Linked DNA regions of Zea mays: region 1 is linked to region 2. A link is a contact called in public Hi-C data. All regions are on one chromosome and are shown on one strand. The core of a region is the stretch at or near the end of the contact, and the rest is flanking DNA. Distances in the headings are between cores, read along the strand shown.

Region 1 (6,694 bases), core at 3,765-6,264, 180 kb after region 2:
TTTTGTGCGATTTCCCATGAGATGTGAGTTTGACCTGGAAGGGTTAATTGTATACATGGCACTTATCTTTTTTATATAATTAGACGCTTAGTTCATTTTAATGCCATGGAGTGGTATAAAAATAGACTAATTTCTAACTTTCAGAAATTAGAGTGGCATATTTCTAATGAACCCAAATATTTTTAACGAGGCAGCATTGCACAACAACTTAGTAAATTTGGCCTCATATATCACCATATCGATTTCATTCTATTTTTGTGTCCGGTAACTTAGATTCTATTGATCAATCGCTTTGATATCTCTACCCCTATATAATCCAGCACTTAAAACAATGCTAAATACACACAAACAATTACCCCACAATCTTCCACCCTACAAAACCAACGCTACAGATCCATTCGATAAACACTTCCCTCCTAAACCAGCCACATCCAACGGTCACAAATCTCTTATTCATCACTCATCATCTCCCTCCTAAACTGCCTATGCGACACGCGCCCAGGAACCCACGCCCGCCATCAGCGACGTCAATTCTGCGCCAATAAACTGCCTCCGCAACACCCCCTCCGACGGACGCGAACAGTGCCTGCTCTCCGACGCCAACGCCGCCTACCCACCTCCGACGCCAACGCCGCCTCTCCACCGACGCGAACACCGCTCCGACGCGAACGTCGCCTGCTCTCCGACGCGAACGTCGCCTCGCCGCCTCCGACACGAATGCCGCCTCGACATCGGCCCTCCAACGCGGATGACGCCACCTGCGACGCGAACGCTGCCTCACCTCACCATCGGCCCTCCTGCCACGCTGCGACGCCTCCGCAGCCGCCCAACGCCTCCGTCATTTCGTAGCTTCGACGCGAACACCGGTAGAGATTTGGTTAGATTGTCTCATCTTGGAACAAATCGGATGGCTTCAGTTTTTTATAAACAACTTTCTTCTGCTCAATTTACGGAAAACTGCATTTTTTTTAAACTGCCTGTTCTCCACTTCGTAATAGCACTTAACAATCCCTTTTTAAAGTTAGATTTTATCTCTCTACAACTCTCCTCGCTCTACAGCCAAATTCCAATTCAGTTACTGTATATCTGACAGAGGAGCTTCTTTTGGTTTCAGTTACTGCTCTGCCTTTTTTTTTTGGCATTCATATGTAATCGGAAAAAATATCATTGATCAGCATATGGGACCATGATTTCTAATTATTCATATGAAATAGGTTTTGCATTTTCTCCTAAGCTGTATGTTATTATTATGGAGATCCGAGGGATATTTTAAAGGTTTGTGTGTCGCCTCTGCACTTTTCTTTACCGTCTCGTTGAGGTTTTCTTTCTTATCTTGTTTACTGTTAAAAGGTTCAAAACGACCCGTGTCAGTGACCAACGTGAGTTCAAAGGAACGTACTGCGTTTATATCTAACCAAAATATAGCAGGTTTATCCTTCCATTACTCAATCACCAAGTGTTACCGCGTGATCGGTCCTCATACAATCACCTGGAGGCAAGCAGGAGGTGTATCCAGATGATTCCATGGACTGGCTACATAGAAATGACAACTACGTCCGAGGAAATGCATGGACCGATAATGAATCATTGATGAAATGTGTCAACCATAGGTGCCAATGTGCCATGTCAACTTTTCTAATATGAATTCCTTGTTATAGGTGGTAAATGACTCATATAATATTTTTTTCAGGACATTTGTCTTCGTCCATTGCTGGTTCTACCACGGACAAACTCATAATGAACCCAGCAAGGTGCAAAGAAGTACAAATGCAGGATAGAAGTGAGTACAAAGAGTTGAGACAAAGTGGACACATCGCCAAAACAACTGGTACGCACAATTGTTTGATGCATAATTATTATATTTGAAATATGTTCCCCGTATCCTCTTCCGTTAGCCTCTCCAAAATCTTTTATTGAATCGCAAAATATGGTCTATCAAACACCTCTCCGTGAGCTAAATATAGACCCTGACTTGGCCAAATATGCCACTCTTATTTGAATGTTGGCCTGACATAGAGTATGATATTTTGGATTGCAGCCAAGTAAGTTATGCTCCTTTATTATTTTGTAATCTTAAATTTGTTCTCTTACTTAAACTGTTTGTTTAACTTGCAGATTCTATTGCCCTATTGTTTTTTGGGCCACCTCAGCTTATATGTATTTAACATGGACACTAGAAGCATATATATAGTGACTCCATGCCTCTGCCATCATAGTTTAAGAGTAATTATCCAAGCATGTATTATATTCACAAAATATAAAATATTGCCAATAATATGAGTGCTTCCATGAAATTGGTCAATTCTACATGAAAGGACGATATTTATATGTCGCGTTGCATAGTATCAATATGGGTTCCAAGAACATTAAACTGGTATTTTTTATAACATGGAGACAACTAATTAATTTTGTCTACATATATGTAACAACGTGTTATTTTAATTTGTAAGGATTTGTCTGGCTCTCTTATTATCAACTTTATGCACGCTTGGAATGATATAAAGTTACCCTACATTTGCACCGTGAGTAACCTCATTATTCTAGTAACTTCATTATTCTAATACTTGGTCAATATCCTTCTTCTATAGTTATTTATTAATTGAGTTTAATGATATGTGATACTGAATGTGTAAAATGAGATTGTCCTTAGGACCGAATTCTTAGTAGAATTATGAAAGTACAAGGACAATAAATCTAAAGACAACATTCCAAAAAATACAAGAAATGATTAGGCACATCACATCAGAGTTTAGCTAGTTTCTGTATAGATAATATTTGTGATATTATTTGTAATGATACTTGACTTTTTCATAAACTTATTATCCTAATGTATATTCACTCTTATTTTGATTTGCCGTAGCCTTAGCAAGATTTCAAAGCTTATGATAAGGAACAAATATTCAGATTAGCATGAGGGGATTTAGGGATAGTGAGCTCTATTCTAGCCCAACCTGCTACTTTGATCATACTTATCAAGCCTATCCGGTATGGAAAACCAAGCCTATCCGGTATGAAAAACTATTCGGCAGACCATGTCTGAAAACATTCATCCAGCAGGCACGACGTCACTTAGATATGGCCCAGTGACCTGGCGTGCCATGCCCGTGTGCCACCAGACTAGTCCACCCATAATAATTACTCTATGTCCTAAATTGAAATCCATTTTATTTTTAATAGATTCATACAATAATTAATGTATATATATGGCTAAATTCGTTATCATCTATTTGAATATAGATATTAAAAACAATAGCTAAAACGACTACTATTATAAGACTGAAAGAATATCTCACAATGGGAAAAAAACATTCTGAAGTAAACAACTTTTTGGACCACAGTTCCACCGTCCAGTGACTACTCTCTTATGTACTCTGATGAATGTCTGACTAATGATAGATGGTGCAATGCTGCATAGGGCACAAATCCAAGAACACCTCGTATACAACAACCTAATAACGAATCAGCCAAAAAAAAATTAACCAGAAGACCTTATTAGTCAATCTTGAGGTCGTTGCACGATCAAAGATTGGGCGACTCTCTCTTTGATTCTTAACTCTTTCTTGTTAGTCAATCTTTAGGTTGCACCATCCAATGAATGCTGACGATGTATATGTACGTGGCGGTTAATGGATGCCCTTGGGCCGTCTTCGCATGCATGGGGGCGAGGAGATAGCTAGAGGCAAGGCGCGGGGCGGATCGGATCGGAGGTCAGAGCCTGACGAAGAAGACGGCCAGCTCCGGGCCCGTGCCGCCGCCCTGCGGCGCGATCATGTACAGCGACTCCGAGTCCCGGGACCCGACGAAGTGGTCGAAGCAGCCGCGCATGTAGGGCACCTCGTCGTCCGCTGCCGCCGCCGCAGCCGCGTCGGGCGCCGACGAAGGGGCGGCCCTCCCGGGGAGCACGCCGGCGCCCATGGAGACCGCCCGCAGCGTCTCCATCACAGCGAGGTCGTCGTCCGTGGCCTGCCTTCGCACCGCGTACCCGGTCTTCTTGCCGTTGCAGAACATGGTCCACGACGGCTCGTCCAGCAGCGGCGGCGGCGGCGCGCGGACTCCGCGCTTATTATTAGCCCGCGACGCCCCGCCTCCTCCGTCTCGGGCGGCGGCGGCTGAGGGGGCGGCCTCCAGTGCCGCGCGGCGCTCGGTTTCGAGGACGATGCGCGCGCCCGCGGGGTTGCCGAGCTCGCGCAGCAGCGCGTGCGTCTGCAGCGCCAGCTCGACGACGAGGCTCGGCAGGCACCGCGGCGTCTCCTGCAGCGCCAGCACGACGCGGCCCCTGCGGTGGCCGTAGAGCGTGCCCGTCACGCGGCGGCACGGCCGCGACGCGCCCGAGAAGGTCACGCCCCTGGGCACGGGCGGCGCGGACGACGAGGAGGACGAGGAGACGGAGAAGGACGACGACGCGGCCGCCGCCGCGATCTCGGCGGGCGTGCCGACCTGCGGCATCCGCCCGCAGCGCGGCGCCAGCGTCAGGAGGGGCAGCGCGTGCCGCAGCCTCTGGAACAGCCGGGCCGGCCGGGACGACGAGCCCGCCTGGTGCCGCCGCCGCGATGGCGGCTCCTCCAGCGTGTGGCCCGGTGTGCGGGCCTGCTGGCCGCGGACGCCGTTGTCGTCGAGGGAGGAGGCAGACGAGGACGTCGTCGACCTCCCGGTGCCGGCGGACGGCAGGCTGTCGCTGGGGCGTCCATGGGCGGGGTGGATAGCGAAGCCGCCCATAGACGCGCGCGCGACGGCCGGCGGCGAGGTGTCCGGCGACGACGAACGACCGGTGGATGCGATGGGTGACGCGCGGTGCGGTCTGGGTGGTGGCGCTAGTTATCCCCTGCACCGGGAAACGCGCGCGTGCTGGAACGGAACGGGCGGCGGTCAGGCTTTGTCGGGGTCGCCGTGCTCACCGTGCGGTGGCTGCCCGCTGCCTGCTTTCGCGGACGGCTCTTCCTTCCATTCTCCTCGTTTGTCTCGTTGTGGGATTGGAGTCGGACCACCAACACACGAGGAGAGGAGAGACATCGGCTGGGGTCCAGCAGGCCGTTTCTTTCGTTTTGTGCCCGTGCCTCGGATCCTTGGGCCTGTTTTGGACATTTACCGTTTCGGACTAAAAATATCGGTTAAACTCTAAAAAAACATACATAATGAACAAAAAATCGCAGACTTGAACCATTCATGCAAGCTTGTGTTGGCAATAACATTCGGCTAGAACTATATGTATGTTCAGCCGACACAAAACAATGTGCACACGTGGAATAAATCATACAAAGCTAGCGGAACAATCTCAAGATTGCGCTCCCCTATACATGCTCAACTCATGGATAGAATATTATAATTTTGTATCAAAAGTTATAGCTAATATTAATAAATTTTTTAGGACTAGTTTGGAAACTCCATTTTTTTAAGGGTTTTTCATTTTTTCAATGGAAAATGAACTAATTTCTCTTGATAAAATAGAAATCCCTTAGAAAAATATGGTTTCCAAACTAAGGACCTAGTCATTAGTGTCTTTTTCTATGTTAACTTTGATAATCTCTTGTCTCTCTTGCTATTGCTATTGCGTCTTAGGATGTGTCTAAAAAATTCTCGGTAGACATGTTGAAACCATCTTAACAGACATTGGATAAGTTTTTTCCCCAATTATGAAACAATAAAGAAAAAGATATTTAAAAACTTATGGGATCCTTGGTGCATGTTGATTTTACTCTTTCTCCTCTATCGATACGACTTCTCAATTCTCATTTCTCATCTAACTTGTGGTGTTGTTTATTCACTATCGGAATCGTGTTCTTTGCCGAGTGTCTAAGACACTCGGCAAAGGTTATTTTACACTCGGCAAAGATTTTATGGGCAAAGGGTTCTTTGCTGAGTACTTTTTTCGGGCACTTTACCGAGTGTCGAAAAACACTCGGCAAATTAAGAATCGAAAAAATTTAAAAAAACAGCAAAATATTTTTTTTTAAATTCTAGGAATAACTCTCCAACTCTACCTGTTACCTTACCCATTGCCTCGGTAGACATGCTGAAACCATCTTAACAGACTTTGGATAAGTTTTTTCCCCAATTATGAAACAATAAAGAAAAAGATATTTAAAAACTTATGAGATCCTTGGTGCATGTTGATTTTACTCTTTCTCCTCTATCGATACGACTTCTCAATTCTCATTTCTCATCTAACTTGTGGTGTTGTTTATTCGCTACCGGAATCGCGTTCTTTGCCGATTATTTTACACTTAGCAAAGCTTTTACCGAGTGTAACACTCGGCAAATATTTTTATCGGCAAAGGGTTCTTTGTCGAGTACTTTTTTTGGGCACTCGACAAAGACTTTGCCGAGTGTCGAAAAGCACTCGGTAAATTAAGAATCGGAAAAAATAAAAAAACAATAAAACATTTTTTAAATTCCCTAACTCTCCAACCCTACCTAACCTATACCTTACTCATTGCTCTATCATTTTTCACCATTATTTTGAATCAAATTTATATGTTTTGTAAATGGTGATTTTCGAACTCGCAACCTCTCTCTCGTGCATACCCTCCTATACCACTACACTACTACACCAATTATATCTATATTACGTTTTCATTCCCCATGTACTATAATAAACCGAGAGTAATTTGATTATTTAAGGCACTAAATGAGTTAATTTGAAAATGTGATCAACTATAAAGTTGCATAACTTTTTGAGATATACAAGTTTTATTTT
Region 2 (6,935 bases), core at 348-2,847:
CGACGGGAATTAATTATTCCTGTCAGCCGCCGACGGGGATAACCTTATCCCCGACAAGGGACGCCTGGCCGCTGACAATCGACGGGAATAAGCCCTAAACCGACGGGAATTACTTATTCTCGTCGGTTTAATGCTTATTCCCGTCGGTTCCTGGCCGACGGGAATTAACTGTTTTTCCTGTAGTTTTCCTGTAGTGACGGCCTAGATGTAGCTAGCTAGCGTGTGACCGATCTTCGCGTCAAACATATACTAATCAAGATTTGAGAGTGAGAAAAGTTATCTTGAAATAAGCCCAAAACTGCCAATGTCTACCAGCAACTTGAACTAGGGTCTAGCCAGTGGCGGACTCACCACCCAGGCACCACAGGCGGTGGCCTGGGCTGCTTTGCCTACGGCAATGGAGAGAAGCAAGCAAGTACCATACGCTTAATCCTACGGCAATGGAGAGAAGCAAGCAAGCACAGACATAAAGGATAGCAACTTAATCTTGCCTAGACTGTCCTCAAATCCTGGGTCCGCCACTGTATCTAGCTAGGTGCTACTAGGGGACTCCTCTGCTGCTAGTCGTCTCTCCAGCCACAAGCCCACAACAAGGACATCGCATCTCCGGACGCAAAGCATGCAAGCAGCATTTGTTCACCGGAGAAAAACTGCTGTTGTGCTCGATGCATGCTAGCATGGGCCGCAGGGAATTGCCCGGTGGTGGTTGGGTGAGTGACCGCTGGGCCCGGCGTAGTCTTGGTGGATAAACCTGGGCGCCGCCACCTCACGACGATGAGTCCTCCACATCGTCTTCTTGACCTCTCCTCCGCCGTCTTCCTCCTTCGCGGCAGCGGCACGTCCCGTGGTCGTCGCCAGGCGGCGATGCTCTGGCGGTGTGGTGCTGCCGCCTAAGCCGTTCCGGCGGCTGTCCAGTGTGCCCGCCGGCGGTCGTAGTTGCCACTTGAAGTCAGCTGGTATCTCCTGCTACAGCACAGATCGAATAGAGAATTACTACAGATCATCAGACGCGCGCGCGCACACGCAGTCACATGGGTGCGCATGACGAAGAAGAAGCTAATTAATGTAGACTGGAGAATTAACGGCTTAACGCTAGCTAGAAAGAACTGCGTCACTCACCTTCTGGCTATTGACCTTCGTGTTCATGGGCAAGTGTGCTGTGTGCAACTGCATGTCCTGCCTCCCAAGACCTGCAGACGATGAAAATGTAACATCTTCGTCATCATTCTATATATATACGTACAGAGACTGAGAGATAAAAATGAAGATCAAGTATCATCATCACCATAAGCTCTGGTAGCCAGGAGGAAGAGGAGGAGGAGAGAGCCAAACGCCATGGAGCTCCAGCTCCACATTGCAGTTGCAGGTGCTAACAACAGTGTGTGATACCTGATACGAAGCTGGCTAAAGGCTGCTCAAGAACTGATTTTGGGTGCATATATATGAACGAAGACACGAAGTGAACACATATTTCTGAAGGCATATACGTTATTATGCATGTCTTCTAGCTAGCGAGGACGTGATGAGTCTCTGATCGCAGATTCCTGTCCAGAATTAAGTTGGGTTACAAGCCTACAAAGAATGGGATCTTGATGTGAGTCTCAAGATAAGGCGCATGCATGCATGTCACCGCCTTTAAGGGAGGATGTTTTCCCGGCCGCGAAATATGGCCCTTGTTTTGCTCCGTCGTCACCTTGTCCATGTCCTCACGACCAGGCTCAGGTTCCGAGCCTACAGAGCTTTAAGAATGGAGAATTCATTTCAGGGAGCTTGTCTCTCTCCCACTCAAAATACATACTGCTGATGTTGGTTGCATGATCTTGATTGATGCTTATATGACATTTAAAATAAAAAACATCACATCCCTCGGATCCAATTGGGATGGCATCCATCTCATTGGGCTTCCTCGAGAAGGAAGAAAAAAAAACAAGGATTATTATTGGGCGCTCCAGGGGGGAAAAGCTGGGCTTTGTTTATCTGTCCGACTTTCAGAGCTATACGACCCAAATCCAATTGGAGCATTAATTCCTGTGAGTAGTTTGAACATCAATGAAAGCCCAACAAGCTGTGTTTAAAGATATTTGTGCAGTCATGTAAAGTACGTGTGTTCACGGGCGCCTTCGCGCGGAGCTAAGGCGTCCGTGCATTGCAACGGGAACATATAATAGCACGATAACTTAAGTACAAATATATGTTATACTATTATAAGAAAATACTTCATGATCCATTTATGATTCTAGCCATACATAAATTTTATTATTTTAATCTAGTTATTTCACCACTACATAGTACAGTGCCTATGCATTCAGTGGCGGGCCCAGGATTTAGAAGGCGGGTATTCAAAAAAATTAGGATAAAATTTTTTCTAGACCTAAAGCTTGTTTATATATGTAGTTAATTATATATAATCTATAATTAAGCACACACAATATAGTCATAACCGATCCAATAACTAGCCTACTAAACTCAAATTTCATACAACTATTTCAAAAAATTTAAATCGAAATGCACCAGAGGCTATTGCTCGGTTGTTGCCTAGATACTTATCATATTTGGCTCTTTCCAATCGCTAATGCCTCGCATTGTCGCTAATGTCCCACCACGACCTGACAACTCTTCCCTAGTACGACAATAGGGTTTGAAGATTTTTTGTCGTGAGATACTAAGATGGGCTATATCACTCCATTGGATCTCATAGGACACAATCACACAACAATTTATTGGGCTGGGTGGGTATGAGAAGTAGCAAGGAGATTAGAGATATTTTGGTCTAAGTTAATAGAAATTCCTCCACTCATTTGATTCATTTCTTATTTCCTATGTATATATACTATATATGTATATGTTGTTTTTGTCAAAATAATGGGTATTCAATTGAATACCATTGAATTGAATGAGGCCCACCCCTGTATGCGTTGCGACGGCACAATCATATTTGATAAGTGATTCTAACAATCCATTATCATAGCATGGCTTCTATGCATAATATTCACATAAAAGTAAATTCAATTACAAGCATGAATAGAAAGTAACATTATGAGCAATTCGTGTATCTTTAATTGCCATACCACATTTTTCTACAAGCTGGTCAGGTTAAGTTTATTTGGTCTGTAATGTAACTTAGCAACAAAAATACAATTTAGTACATGGTCACAATTAGGAACCTACCCTATAAAGCCTAAGCATCTGATACGAACTTTACATTGATCTCAATATCTCACAAATTTTTTGTCAGCAACCAATAACAAATGATGATGTGGTCCATGAATGGCCCCATTTGTACTGTGAGGTTCTTGATGTAGGTTGCCTCGTAGAGCTTCTTCCCCGCCTCGATGGCCTCGACGCTTGACTTGCTCAATCAAATTATTAACAGGTAACCCTATGACTACGAATGCTTCTTGCCAAGCAGACCCTGCAATGAAGATATTCCATTTTATGGGTTTCTAGTAAATACATTGTGAGTTGCTCAATAGCTGTAGAAAAGAAAACACCAAATTCCTCAACAACAACAAAAAGAAAGAAAAATTAACTGAATAGACACAATATCCTGAGGGATCGGGCAGACTAGATTTGCCTAAATCTGGAGAGCAGAAGCAATAGATCTGGCCAGACTTAGAATTTAAAGATGGAAAAGTTTTGCCTTAATAAGAAATATGAGCCTTCCCTTCAGTTTATATGTTGCTCTTTGGAAAAAAGTAAAACAATCAGTGTACACCACAATTATGATTTGAGATAAATACCTAGTATCTTGAATCATATGAAGGTCAGAATGTAAATGATTATTTTTCTAGTTGTGACTCAATCGCCTCATGGGCTTTTGTAAGTATATGTACAGGGAGTCTAGTAAGACATGCAGAAATTCTAGAAAGTGTGAAAAAATAGACATATCGTGAATCCATGAAACTTTTGCTTTCTATAACCAACCTCTTCCTTTTGTCCCATGCTGGCCCAAACATCTGTGTACACAACGTCTGCTCCCTTAACTGCTTCTCTGGGACTGTTTTTATTTCGATCATATTGATTCCAGCACCCCTGGCGATCTCCATTGTGTTTGCATCAAGCTCCAATTCCTTGGGACAAGCACATACAAAGTGAAAAGGAAGTACAACAGCCAATAGAAGCCATGAATGCACAATGTTGTTCTCATCTCCAGCGTAGACAACCTACAACGACACAAATTATTCAATGAGATAAAATGTTAGTGTACAACGTTTATATGAAAAACAGACAACACATATAAAAAATAGAAATAGGTTAGTGACCATTGTAAATAAACAGAAACTGATTTGTAATATGTTCAAAGTATCAGTACCTGAGAGACCTTACCAGGAATACTTTCAATGTTTTCTACTTCTCTATTCCAGCAATGATCAACAGTTGTGACCAGATGGTAGGCGACTGTACCCGAGCCCAAACCCAAATTCATAATTCCATATAATCACATGAGTATATCGACACCAGGTATTATTACCTTCTATGCATAAGCACTTTCAGAAGTTACCTCATGACTTACTCCAGATTTCCTTCCACGTTTCTTCCCCTTCTAAAATGATAGAGAACAGGACATACACTTTAGTTCACAGAAATTTGAGATAGCTAGACTGTATTATGGTATTTCAGTTCCATGACACAGGAAGAGGACCTAGAAAACTCGTCGCTACACGACACAATTGAAATACTACAGAAAATTCATCACTACACGGTACAAACTAAAGAACAGTTTGGTCATGTCACTATGTTACTGTGTCAAGCAAACATATTTAGAATGGCATCAGCGTTCCACATCCATACATTAGAATCCTCTGATTCTGCGAATTATCAAATGTACACGAGGATGCCATTTAAGCCACTACAAAAATTAGACCTGTAAATTATATTGAGACTAATCATCAAATAGTGATGTATTTTGTGATGGAAAGGCTCTCATGATGGAAATAAGTTCAGTTGAATAAAATAAAAAAATCTCACCTCAAAACCTGACCGTGAATTTACATGTAGAGTGTTGTGCTTAGATAGAGATAGTGAAAACGTTTAGCTTCCTCCCTAACTGTTGCATTAGCAAAAAAAATCATCTGATAAGAAAATATGGGTCAAAAAATAATCCTGAATTACCCACTTGGTCCCCTCGCTTGTTGAACGATCCGAACCTCTCATGTGACAATTTTACCATAGCCTAAAGATTAGAAATCAAAGGGTTTTTGAGGAATGGTGTGATAAACCCTTGAAGGTTTGAAAAATTCTTGCAAAATAAGTTGCACGGTTGTCCTCCATTGTTCCAGAAAGCCAGATTGTACTTGCTAAATTTTACCCTAATGATCTTTCAAGAAATGACATGCTAAGATTTGAAACGCAGCTTGATAAATATTGGCTTCAAAGGCTTGAATAATCAATCAAGTTGATCTATCGCGTGAGCTCGTTAGAGCAGAGAGGGACATGTTTATGGATTGGTGTACTGTACTCGTTTATCAAGTTGGTATTGATTTTACTTGTCGCAACAAGTGTTGAAAGAACATTTTTCAATAATTAAATCTATCAAGAGCAAGTCAAGAAATAGGATCTGTCAAGAGCTAAGTCAAGAAATAGGATGAGTGATACTCTTTTGGACGATTGTCTAGTCATCTTTATTGAGCGAGATAGTTTCCTTGATATAATAGAGGTTTGTTTGGCTATTAGAAAGCGTAAGTGAGATGACAAGAAATAATATTATAATCACATTTGAAATATCATGTATACTGTGTAACCTTCTTTTAAGACAATTTTTTTATTAATGAATTTAAAAATATTTGTAATACCAATAAGTTTTTGTACTCGTTTTTTTATATAAATTGACGATTAATATTTGTTATACTAAAAAAACTGACTGAATGAACCACACTGACTTTCAGCGGCCAGGTAGCTCTCGAAGATGACGCAGAACTGCTCCGTGAGCGCGTTAGACTTCAGCGCATGGCCGCGGGTAGCGCCGGCCAGCCACGCCTTCACCACGTCCAGCGTCGTCACCGTCTGGTACCACCTTCGCCAGAGACTTTACGCTGCTGAAACATCAAATTTGGTCATGCTACCATATGTGACATTCTAGAAGCCACGCACCACATAGCATTGCACGCTGGATAGAACAGTTTAGCGGAACCTCATCCGAGCACCGTTTCAGTGACATCCAACCATCCACAAAAGGTCAACCTTGATAGCGATCAGATCGCGTTTCTGAAGCAGCAACGAAAAGAGAGCATTACGTCGCAGCCAATCTATAGCGTTAGCATGCAACCCAGCGCAAGATGTTATAGAAGCTAAGCTAGCAACTAACTGGGCAGATCCAGAAAAAAAAGTCTCAACTTAAAAGTGTCACGGGATGCAGAAAGACCCATTTCCTTCTCTGGACAAGTTACATGGATCAGGGTCTGTTTATACAACATGGGTAGATATGATGAAATCGAATTCAAGGACAGGTGGTTCTCTTAGGCCAGATAGCGATACATCTTCCTGTCTGTCTTGTCCCGCTCCAGGAAGTCGCGTTCGATGAGCGACTCGATCCGCTTCTTGATCACCACGGGATTCGGCATGAAACGCGGCTGCAGCTGCTTTGTCACCTCCGTCATGATGCTGTTGTGGTCGAGGACCCTCCTCGACTTCATGATCCGCACAATGGCCGCCTCGATCTGCGGCTTCCTGTCCTCCTCCACCCGCTGCCGCGTCTCTAGCTTCTCGGGGTCGGTCTCCTTCTGCGCCACCACGGTGCCGATCTTCACCTTGAAGAGCTTGCTGGTGAACTTGTCGTTCACGCAGAAGCTGTCATCATCGGCAATGTCCCTGCTCATCGGCTCTTTCCGCAGGACTTGCTTACCCTTCACAAGAGCTAGTGACTGGAGGCATCGCTTCAGGTCAGCGGCTGGTATTGCTGTAGACTGCTCAATTTCACGGTAAGTCAAGACATCTGC

What was found. Hi-C and Micro-C count contacts between places; a contact is called where the count stands out from the background.
Region 1: a contact with region 2 is called in a Hi-C map of ear, with 1.7 times the contacts expected there. The contact joins the promoter of LOC100283757 here to the promoter of LOC103653050 in region 2. A contact is called at or near these places in 2 of 25 Hi-C or Micro-C datasets (ear and leaf).

What each region holds. Positions count from the first base shown.
Region 1 is chr4:32,580,948-32,587,641 of Zm-B73-REFERENCE-NAM-5.0, forward strand. It overlaps LOC100283757 (plant-specific domain TIGR01570 family protein), which reads right to left and starts at 5,015. Exons shown (of 1, transcript NM_001156656.2): 1 at 3,217-5,015. The coding sequence starts at 4,716. The coding sequence ends at 3,709.
Region 2 is chr4:32,408,616-32,415,550 of Zm-B73-REFERENCE-NAM-5.0, forward strand. LOC103653050 reads right to left here and starts at 1,598. Exons shown (of 3, transcript XM_008680025.3): 1 at 1,286-1,598; 2 at 1,120-1,190; 3 at 260-966. The coding sequence starts at 1,355. The coding sequence ends at 673. It overlaps LOC100384196 (Cullin-3B), which reads right to left. Exons shown (of 2, transcript NM_001321832.1): 2 at 6,283-6,935. The coding sequence ends at 6,456.